Regions from separate parts of the Lactuca sativa genome. Here region 2 is linked to region 1. The links are chromatin contacts, called in public Hi-C maps. All regions are on one chromosome and are shown on one strand. Each heading gives the region's core, a stretch centred on a gene start, on an enhancer-like site or on the middle of the called end of the contact. The rest is flanking DNA. Distances are from core to core; before and after follow the strand shown. Region 1 holds the start of LOC111893775. Region 2 holds the start of LOC111918757 (transcription factor LHW).

Region 1 (6,032 bases), core at 1,639-4,138:
TTTTCCTCTACAAAAAACGTTTTCCTTTCTGCTATCCGATTTGCCACCTCAATTGTTTCTCCATCCGCTCCATTTGGCGATGAGTTGAAAACTTCAGCTCAAGAACAATTGGAGTACATGTTAGGCGATGATGATGAAGAGATCCCTTTAGTCATAGCAGATGAAGAAGTCAAATCAGAGTCAACGAAAGGACTCATGAACATTTCTTCTTCATTTGAAAAAGAGTTGTCTTGTTTACTTTCAGAGACCGAATATGAAGTTACAGAGAAGAAAGTAATGCAGTCACTTTCAGATCTTGGATGGATTTGCAACATTCTTTCCAAAATGGACCTCATGAAAGAGTTTGTTGACCAATGGATTGACCTTTCAGATAGAGTGATTGGGGTTATGGAGGACAAGATATTGAAAAATGGAATGTGGGATTTGAAATTGAAGATTATAGAGTTAACAGGGAAGGTTTTAGATGCGGTTGGATATGGGAATGTGATCATGCCAGCTGTACGTAGAGTGGAGTTAGTGAAAACATGGCTTCCTTATATCAGAAAGATGAAACCAGTTCTTGATTCTATTGGGGATAATGAGAGTGGATTTCCTTACAAGATGGATGATGATTTGTGTCAAAGCATTGAAGGGGCAATTGTGGCATTGTTATCAGCACTTCCATCGAATGATCAGGCTGATATTTTAGCAGACTGGATGAGTGGGGAGCAAGAGCAAGTGAGGTATCCTGATTTGAGTGAAGCTTTTGAGATTTGGTGTTATAGGACTAAATCTGCAAAAAGAAGATTGGTGGAGGGGTTGGATAGACTTGGTAAAAGTAAAACTACTGTGAGCTTGTGATCACAAACTGAAACTGGTTGCTATTGTGGTTGTAAGTTTATATCGATATGTTGAAAAGGTTACAGAAAGATTTACTTGTTGAGTTGTTTGCAATTTCTTGTTGCTAATTGAAGCCTTTTTTATCGAGTTCCTGGATTGTTTCTTATTAATGGTGATGCCATTGTCATATATATTTACTTTGAAACATGAAATGATCTGTTAATTAGATGCTTCAATGGTAGTGATATGTAGTTTTTTTTTATTATCTACTATAAAGCAAGCGAATTGGTTGAGTCTTGCATTTTAAGAGGTGCAGATTTTAATAACTCAAAACACAAACATTTTATGCATAGTTGAAATAGACACGATGGAGTCCAGTTTCAGGATGTCTTCTTCTTTTGGTGGAATCTTGTTTTTTTGTTCTATCTAACAAATCTATCAACATGAATTCCATTCCATATAGAGGGAGGTTAACTTTTTTGAAATGGGAAGTTTGCATTTGGTTTGGTTTTTGTGGTTCATCATTTTTTTTAAGTTCCAAGTTTTATTTTTGTTTTATGTTTAATTTTGATTTGGTGGTGGTGGTGTTTGCCTAATGTGGTGACCGAAGAAGAAGAAAGAGAGAGGCAGAGTAAATTTGCGAGAGAAAGAGGAACCAGAGAATGGTCATGGTGCACATTCTGAACATGTTATTGTGAATATAGGTGTATGGTTGTACATAAGTTTTAAATGGGTTCAACCTTTGTTAATTTTGTAACAATAAAATAAATAAATTAATAACCATTTAAAAACTACAGAAAAATAATCAGGAAGGATCATAGTCTTTTTAAGTTGACTTGAGACCAAATATGAAAAAAAAGACACCACGAGAATGGTCCAAATGCAAAAAAAAGAGACACAACATGTAATTTTCAGTAATTCTTGAACAATATATAAAGCGATAATTTTACAAGGATTAATTACAATCAGTACAAATGAAATATTTCATAGAAATGATCAAGTTTTTACGTTTTTGAAAAATGACATCTTTTTCCATATTGAATCATTTTGGACATTCTAGAAAAAAAAACATTTCGGACTAGAATTTCGGATTTCAGATTACGAATAAATATATATTTTTCCTAAATTTCAAGAATAAGTCTAAAATCAATTTTTTTTTTCCAGAATTTCAAAGAAATGATTCATTATTTTTTTATTATTGAAATCCATCAAAAACTTATTGAAATATAACAAATGATAAGTACAATAGACGCAATGTGTTTAAGTACAATCAGTACAAATGAAATATTTCATAGAAATTATTTTTATTATTATTGAAATCCATCACATATTTCACACTGTCATCAAGCATCATATTTACCGAATATATTTATTCTAAACATATTATCCTATCTAATTATCATTTGTTTTATGTATATATATTAGTAAAAACCGTTACTCATAAATTAAAAATTATTTATTGGATTTTGAATTTTTTTCTTGAACTTTCGAAATAGTTATTTTTTTTTCTGGACCATAACGGAGAATCCGAAATTTAAGTCCCAAATATATCTACTATAATAAATAAAGGTTTTTTGCTACATGTCCTCTTCTCATTCATTTAGACACATGTCATTTTCTGGAATTTTTAAATTTTCTATTTTCCACTTGTCATTTTATTGTATTTTTCATTTTATTAAATTAAAGTTTCACATTTAATATATAAGGTTATATATATGTAAGATATTTATTAGAAAGAGTTTATATATGTAATGTATTCAATACATTAAAGCCTCATTAATTTTAATAATTCAAAATTTTTTCACTTTTCTTATAAATTCAAAATTTTCAAATTGTTAAAATTTTAAATTTATTTTTTTTTTAAATAAACCTATGTAATACATGGATCTCACACCTAATAAGAAAATATTTTAATTCTGGACATAAATATTATTATTTCTGAAATAGGTAATTTCTATTAAATGCTTTTGTCATGGTAGTAAATTTTGTTAATTGAAATCGATTTATGTTAGATTTACTTGCGCATTCTCCATGTTTGAAAGCACCGAATAAATTGTTACCTTTTGTTTTACTAGATTTATGCTGTCAATAATCTGCATCGTCAACGAACAATCATCCCATCACCCTCAACACGCAGAGCAGACCGTCAACAACTACACATACGATGGAGCATCCACAAGTCACAACGATTTCACCATTCTTTGTATCAAAACTTGACCTAATTCCCTATAGATGGCGAATTTGTATGTACAAGCGGCGCCGCCGACGGATCTCAACAGGAATACGGAGTGGTTCACGTACCCCGGCGTCTGGATCACCTACATACTCATCCTCTTCTTTGCTTGGCTAGCCGTTCTCTCCGTTTTCGGTTGTTCTCCTGGCATGGCTTGGACCATCGTCAATCTCTCTCACGCTGTGGTACCTCTTTCTGTTTCTCTTCTTTTACATCCGTGATTACCTGATTACGATCGTGTTAGAGCCAATTTGCTTTGTGTCGATGAGCTCATGATTTAGGGTTTAGAGTCCGAATCCTCTGTTCAGCTTGCCTGATCCGATTTATCAATGTTTTGATTGTTTTTATCAATTGATGTTGATATATAGATGGATTTAGGTGTAATAGAGCTTATATTGTGCTTCTAATAGTAGCAATAGTAGCGAGCATGTTCTCGAGTTTTTTAGCTCGTGTATTGGTACTTCAAAATTCAAATGATCAATGACTTCTAGTTAGGGTTTGGACTTCACCTCAAGATGTTCTTAAGCTAGTATCTATGTCCTAGTCCTGTGTTTCGAACTCTTTCTGACATACTTTGCAACTCATGGTGGATATATGATCTTGTGGAGAATATATAGGTGTGTGTTGTGGAGAAAGATAGACATTGTACACCTACTACTATGCACATTATAATCGGTTATAACTTTTCCTTATGTATAAGCATCTTTATACATCTATATGATATCAACATCATCAATAACTTGTGTATCTATGCTGTGTATGGACTGTGGAGATGAATTTCCAAGTTGATGTGTCAGCCTGTATTCTGGTCAGGCAGAGTAACTTAATTCAAAAGCTTAGCAAAGACTTTAAACCGGTATCAATGTATGAACCCTTACACAGTGTTCTTGATGTTGTTGAAATTCCTTAGTTATCCATTTGTGCCTGTGATACTCTTGATGGAGTTATCAGCCACAAGCTTTCAACATTGAGCTTCTAATGCATTTCTGTCATAATTTGCACACTACTTATTGAGAGACTATAGAGTAGTTTTAAAAAGTTTCTGACCTATGCATGCTTGTGAGTGGACTGATATTATGATTGCTAATTTGTGTGTTTTATCAATCAGATGACATACCATTTCTTCCACTGGAAAAAGGGAACACCTTTTGCTGATGACCAGGGCATCTACAACAGGCTGACATGGTGGGAGCAGATTGATAGTGGCAAACAGCTCACACGCAACAGGAAATTTCTTACTCTTGTCCCTTTGGTCCTGTAAGTTTTCTTTATTTTCTTAACCTTTCAATCTGTGTTTTTATTAGGTTCCTTTTTCTTCATGTTAATCTTCTTCCACTAGTTTGATTGGGGGTATATGGTGATTATATGTGCATGCAGGTACTTGATAGCATCTCACACAACAGACTACCAGAACCCAATGCTGCTCTTAAACACCCTTGCAGTTTTCGTGTTAGTTCTTGCCAAATTTCCACACATGCACAAGGTTCGCATATTTGGAATCAATGCTGAAGAGTGAATTTTTTTTCCTCCTTTCTAAAAATGGCTACACCTCTTTGTTTTCAATTGCACACGTAACATTTCAAACATTAACCCATTTGTTTTACAATTGACTTGATGAATTTTGATTGCAAGCTTTTATCAAATGTTACATTCATTATAGTCCAAAGATTTAGTTTCAGGGATGAAAGACCTTTAACTCCATTTTCCTCTTAGAAGATTGTTTTTTTTAGATTGAAATATTTTTGTTTTTTTTTCTAGATTGAATAAACCGTCTATACGAGACTAAATGACCTTTTTAACCTTTATATTCCGACAAACAGTTTTCACAGTGTTCATCAATTGTAACTTCAAAGAAGTTGAGAAGAAAAAGGCGCTTAAATTTTTTAATACATTAGGTCATTCTGTCCTCAAATAGAAACAACCCTGTAGTCTTTTTGAGTAAGTGTGTGCTACTAAATTATACCACGATTTTAATATTTAATTTGGATATAGATCCATATTTTAGTGAATGTTTATGCTTGATTTTTTGTACTCGATCAAAATAAGTTTTGATTTCAAAGATGATGACAATCATGGGAACTTAACAGCAAAAAGAAAAAAAAAATTGCATCCCACCATTTCATCTTCATCTTGTTCTTGGTTAGCCTTTGCTTTTTATAGATTTTGACCAAGTCAATCGCCACATTAGCAAAAATTGACCAAAGAGGTTGGCTGTGTTTGGCGCGCCACAACTAGCTTAACTGATAAGCTAGCTTATTTTTCGAACTTTTTTATGTTGTGTTTGATAAGCCAAAAAGTAGCTTATTTTGAAAAGCTATTTAGAGTAGTTTTAAAAACTATGTCAATGTGCAAAAAGCCAAATTCAATATTCGTAACGACTAAAAAACATAACTATGTCCAATATAGGATGTACAAAGAGTCAAATTCAATATTCATAACAATTAAAGAAAACATAAATTAAATTAGCCTAATCATGATATTGAGTCATCCACAATCATTTCCATGTTTCAAATCTTTTCAGCTTTCGTCATCTTAAAAAAATGATTTGGCGCATAATTGATCTTCACTAGATATGTCAATTGCTTTAATTTGTTGTTTGATATTAATATTTAACATGTGTTGTATATCTTCGATAGCTTTGTTCGATAACTTTATCTATCATATCACATGATTCCCTATTTTTGTCTTCCTGTATTGTATATTGTTTCAGTAAGTTTCTCATCAACCTCCTTGAAAGTCTGATTTATTTATATTGCTGCTTCCTTATAATAACTTTCGGTGTCATCACGTAACGTCTCGATTTCCAGAATAAAATTTCATTTTTAATGTAGAATAAACACTCATTTTCATAAAGATATAATCAAGTCAAAAGCATTTGTTCTTAAACCCTAATCCAAAATCAGAGTTATAAAAAACATATCGTGAAATCTCAAATCATAAAATTGCTGATGTGTGTGCATAGTCATGCCTTCGCCTTCTC
Region 2 (6,032 bases), core at 1,210-3,709, 290 kb before region 1:
GTCAACATCTATTCCGGAAATAGTCAAAGATTTGCCTTTTTCTTCAGAATTGATCGGAAGAAACCCCATGGATTGAGATAACAAGTGGTCGTTTGACATTAAGCTGCCGAATGTAACATTGCTTTGACCAGGGGACTGAGGGTAAAATTGGGAATTACTCAGATCTGTTTGGAAGAAATCATCTGGGATCATTCCAAAATCCATAGGTATAGGTAAGTCGAACAAATCCTGATGTAAATTTGTAATGGATTGGTTATTATCGATTTGGGGAAAAGCTAAAGAAGCGCCATCTCCGAAATTAGAATCTTGAGATGAAATCAAAGAGGCGAACAATCCATTTGGGGAAGACGATGAAATTGCAGTTGCAGGTCCTTCGGCGTTTACGATTTCATTGAACATTCTTTTGGTTTGATTTATAAAGTCTGTAGTTTCAAGAATCTGAGCATCAAAAACAACAACACATTAGATCTAGAGATGTACATGGAAATTATAAAAAGACAAACAAAAAGAATTAATACTAACCTTCTCAGATGACCCAAATTGTACAACTCCTTGTGGTTCCACAGGGATTGCTGCAATTGTCTGCAAGAGTAAAGTTACAAAAAGATGAAACTTATGATTCGTACATGTTTTTGGACCAAAATCGTTGTCTCATGAACAGGGACAACAGGTACAACCAAAGTGGTACCATTAACAAACTCAAGTTAAACCAAAATAAGTACCTTTATACCAGACGAAAATTGAAGACAAAATTTTGAATCGTCCTGGAAAATTAAATTAAATAAAAAACGATTAACAAGAACTCATCGTCGATTAACATAAAAAAAGGATGAATTAATCCGTACCCGAAACATATCCCAGATCGAACCCGAGGAATTTTGTCCAGTGTAATTATCTTCTGAGGACATCCAAAGGTGCTTTTTAGTAAAAGCAGCTTGTCCAATTAATCTAAAAAAGATTCAAGAAAGTATTAATGATTAATCACGTTAAAAGATTGGTTATTTTTAGAAAAATTTCAGTTTAAACCAAATTAATTGATGTTTTACATAAAGATTAGGGAAAATTAAACGCACCCTCCTCCAAGCATGGGCGTTTGCAGATGCAAATCATGGATCAGACCTCTGATTTCTTCCTCAAAAAAAACATCTTGCATAGTCAACAATCTGGAAAAAAAAAAAAACAATATATTTTAAGGATAAATATAAAGAAAAAAGACTTGATAAAACACAGAAGTAGATCAAACAAAAGATACACTAATTTATAAAGCGAATCGGTTTAGAAGATTTGAAATAATGAACATTTAAGTTGGGGAATATTCTTAAGGTGGAATTAATGTATGGATTTACTAAATTCATCCGCAATATGTGATGATGCTGACAAGATCTCACCCTAAAACTTGTCATTTTCTTAATACCATAAAAACTGAAATCAACAAATGATCCTTTTTTAGACAAAATTCTTCCTCCGATTAGAATAAAAATGAAAATGCATTTTAGATAACAGTAATACTGATAAAGACACAAATGATATGTAGAAAAAAAAAAAAAGATGAAGATGTGATCTTTGAGAAAATGGTCAACCAACCCAAAAAAAAAATTATACACAAGATTAACAAGAAGATTAGAACATAAACACGATTTAGACCCGAAAATAGTATATATATATATATATATATATATATATATATATATATATATATATATATATATATATATATATATATATATATATATATATATACATCTCTGTATCTATATATATGTGTGTGTGATACAGATACAGATACAGAACTATAGAAGTAGGGAGCCATACAGAGAATTTGGCTGGTCAAATTTCCAGAAAACGCCATAAGACCATCCATAAGAGCGACAGAGATTCTTGAGCACATTTTGAACAGTTGAATCTTTCTGTGTTGTACCCATTTGTACAGAAGATCAAAAATCAATCAAAAGGAAACTGATAAATCTTTTTTTTTTCTCTTTCGAAGACGACTTATTAGAGAGGTAGATTAAGCTCTGGGGGCAAATTCTGCAAGAAAACGAAGAAAAGCGAGGCGTTGTTCTTCTTCCACGAGACAAAGATTGCAAAGGCCAGAGAAAAGAAACCGCACTTGAAATAAGTGCTTTGGAAAAGCAATTTCCGAGTATTTTAAAGTTTCAAAAAACAAGAAAAGCACAGCAGGCAGCAGGTGTGTTTTACTAAGCTTACGTCTGTGTGTGTGTGTGTGGGAAGATGAGGTTTCAGGAAAAAGGTAAAGCTGAGATTGTGTTTTTCCGAAAATGAAAGAGATGAGATGAAGGGTTTCTGATGCAGTTACACTGTCGAAAACAGTTTATGGGTGTTTGAAGCTTACATTCAACAAGATTAAAATAAGATAAAGAAAAAACAAAGGGCTTCAAATGTCCGAAGAAAAAGCTGTTATTCTGTGAGAAAACAAAGCTAAAACACTAGCTATTAAAGGGATCTCTGGTATGAGTCAGGAAGATGCAATTTTTTTTAGGTGGGGGTGGGGGTGGGGGGTAGGGGTAGGTGGGGGCAAGGTGGGGTTTTGTCTTTGAGAAAGAAAAGACCAAAAGAAAAACTCCGAGCTCAAAGGATTACAAAGATCTTTCTTGGTTTCTCTCTCCCCCATTTATGTGTTTATTACACAAACGACCCCTGGACTATGTTTCAATATCGGCTTTTTTGTTATACGGTTTATACATATTGTCTCATTAAGCTTTCCAAGAATACCTTTTTTAGGTAAAAGATCTTTATTTTTTGTTGTAGCATTTGACAACTTTGTATATGTAATATCTTTTGTCTCAACATCCATAGTGTCAGTGCATAATTTTCATTTCATATTTTATTTATTACAAAAAATCCTATATATTTCATATACTTTCTTTTTGCCCATTATAATAAATAGGAAATTGTGTATATATACAACTTATATTGCCTTAGCAATGTATAATATTATTTGAGGCGATTTCATACATGTAAACTAATGAGTTATAGTAGATTAAGAAAATATTATTTGTTGTTAGAATTTACACATCATTATTAAGTATGTGTTATTGTGTAGTTACATGTGTTAAATGAAAAATAAGTAAAATATGTTGCATTGTTTTGGAATTTTATGCCATTTAGATTCTTATGTTCATAGGATCCTACTTGATTGCAATCTAATTTTAATACATATATATAGAAATTCTGGGCATTTTATGCCAATCATTGCTAACCAAGAAACATAATATTTTCTCAGTTAAGTAAGAATTACTTCCATTTTGTTTACGGAATTACAAAATATAAATTAGTAAGAAAAAAACTAGTTAAAAAAATATCAAGTAGTAATAACATGTAAACAATAGAATCTCGTATTGCATTAAAAACAATTAACATCAATAAAAATGATATTTTGATCATTAATTCATAAGTAACATTAACTTCAATAATTAAAATAATTAATATTGTGATTTTTTATGCAATATCTTGAAATAAAAACCCATCATAGTCGTAATGTAACATTTCATTTGATATATTAGAGACATGTTATTCGATAAATAATTAAAATATCATTTCATGTTGACAAACTTAAATTTTTTGAATAAAAATAATTATAAGCCAACATGGTTGTGACACAGTTTGTTGCTCGTTTATCTGTTACGTTAATATAATTTTTTCTTATAACTTTGGTAATGAAGAATGATTGGTTCCAAATAAGCCAACATGAAAGACATCTTATTTACATGGTTGTAAATAGTATAAGGCTTGGCGGCATAGCCAAACCTAAAGCCTTGCGGAACATGACAATGCCTTGACTTTTTCAAAATAATTATAAGCGAACATGAGAGACATACTATTTATCATCGCCGATTTACGCCGCCATACGTCTAGTATACATATATACTATCATCCAATTATATAAACAAGTCATATATTAGCAAAAACCTGATATCTTCACATGTCAATATACATTTATTCTAACATATAGTCACCGATTTACAATCAAGCTAAAAATTTACAAAAATGTCATCTTTCAAGAACTCGGTGAACATTACAAAAACATGTTATATGTTTAGATCAAATCCAAAGAGGAAAAAGACTATTTATGGCTACGGAGGTTCACCTGCGATGACTCTGAGCTACTCGCAAAGCATGTCGGAACCTCGACTCCATAGGAGGTAAAAAAAACTTGTTACACTAAAAAAGCACGCCCTTTCGTGCCTTGCCACATTATTTGGGTGTCAAGCTTTACACAGCCGCCTAGGTCGTTTTCGAGACGTCTACACCATGCCTCGACGTCATGGCACGCCTTGGCGCCGCCATGCTACGTTATTTAGAACCATGATTATTTATTATTTATAACTAAAGTATCATACTATACAGAAATATAACTTTAAAAAACTACAGAACAATCAATATGATTGCTAATGCATGCATGCATATATGCGTCTGTAGTCCATATGATTGTTGATGCATGTGTCCGCAATCCATATAACTGTTGACGCGTAGTTTTCAACTGTTGATGCCTAATTCGCAAGTTCACACGCTTTTTTTAGTTCTCACAATAACTCAACCGGATATAGATATATATATATATATATATATATATATATATATATACTAAGCGAATGCCCGCGCGTTGCGCAGAAACACCTATATAGTTGAAATATTTATAAATATATGTTTTTTAAAATATAACAATAACGTTGTTGTTAAATTTGATATAATAATTTGTATACTAAATTGATATAAGATATTGATTATTTTGAATTATATGATAATATACACATCTATTATAACTGTATAATCTCAACCATTTGAATGACTTCTAACTGCGAGTTACTCATGAATAAAATTAAATATAATATATGGCTTAATGTTATTTATAGTTTTGGTTATTGATAATTAATTTTTTAAAATTTATTTTCTTAACGTTTTAATTTCTATCATTATAATTATTTAAAATATCAGACATTGTTTTTTGATTTTAAATGTAACAATATAATCATTTATATAGAGTTATTTTTAAATATTGTTTTGTAAGTTATTTTAAGCTACTTATTTGAAATTTTTTAACGATTCTACAAATATCTTTAGGAAATATTTTAGTTAAATTGATATTATAATTTAATTTTTGCATTTAGCACTACAATTTATCACCTTTAGCTATTCACAAAATATTCATTGGATTTTTTAAGTAGAACTGAAATTTATATTCAAGTTGGCACTATAATATTATATTTAAATTAACAGTTTAAGTATTTTGTCCAAACTGTTCCAAAGTTGTAGCTTTAAATTGATAATGGTTTATATACAACAACATATTAAATCTAATAAATTAAGTATAATATGTTAAATGTTAAAGACATAACTTTATAAGTAGAAGTAAAGATATTATTTTAATATTGAAATTTAGTTTATTTAAGATTACACTTTAGGTTTGATATTTATTTAATCTTATTAACCAAATTATAATCATTATTAGAAAGATACTATAATTTATCACTTTTAACTATTTACAAAATATTATTTGAGTTGTTTAAGTTAAACTAAAATTTATATTTAAGTTGGTCCCGTAAAGTTATATTTAAGTTTATAATTTAAATATTTTAAACAAATTGTTTAAAAGTTGTAGCTTTAAAATGATAATGGTTTACATCTGACAATATATTAAAACTAATAAATTAAGTGTAATATGTAGAAGGTTAAAAAACATAACTTTATAAGGAGAAATAAAGATATTCTTTTAATATTGAAATTTATTTTATATATGATTATACTTTAGGTTTGATATTTATTTAATATTATTAACCAACATATAATCATTATTATAAATAAATTGAAAAGTCATGAAAGTTTCAAATGAATATGGTGAAAGGAAAAATGTATGGGAGTTTCAAATGAATGTGGTGAAAGAAAAAAAAATGTTTCCTTTATAATATAGTATGATATGATTAGGCGAATGTCTGCGCATTGTGCAGAAGCATCTATATAGTTGAAATATTTACAAATATATGTTTTTTTAATCTCAATCTTTTGAATGACAT

The links. A called contact is a pair of places that touch in the nucleus more often than the background predicts.
Region 2: a Hi-C map of leaf shows a contact between it and region 1, with 2.8 times the contacts expected there. The contact joins the promoter of LOC111918757 here to the promoter of LOC111893775 in region 1. A contact is called at or near these places in 4 of 4 Hi-C or Micro-C datasets (bud, leaf and seed).

What each region holds. Positions count from the first base shown.
Region 1 is chr3:18,469,332-18,475,363 of Lsat_Salinas_v11, reverse strand. LOC111893775 reads left to right here and starts at 2,888. Exons shown (of 3, transcript XM_023889856.3): 1 at 2,888-3,237; 2 at 4,161-4,309; 3 at 4,430-4,739. The coding sequence starts at 3,052. The coding sequence ends at 4,568. It overlaps LOC111893757 (BTB/POZ domain-containing protein At3g05675), which reads left to right. Exons shown (of 2, transcript XM_023889839.3): 2 at 1-989. The coding sequence ends at 840.
Region 2 is chr3:18,760,911-18,766,942 of Lsat_Salinas_v11, reverse strand. It overlaps LOC111918757 (transcription factor LHW), which reads right to left and starts at 2,459. Exons shown (of 10, transcript XM_023914381.3): 1 at 1,813-2,459; 2 at 1,074-1,163; 3 at 846-948; 4 at 723-764; 5 at 523-582; 6 at 1-438. The coding sequence starts at 1,922.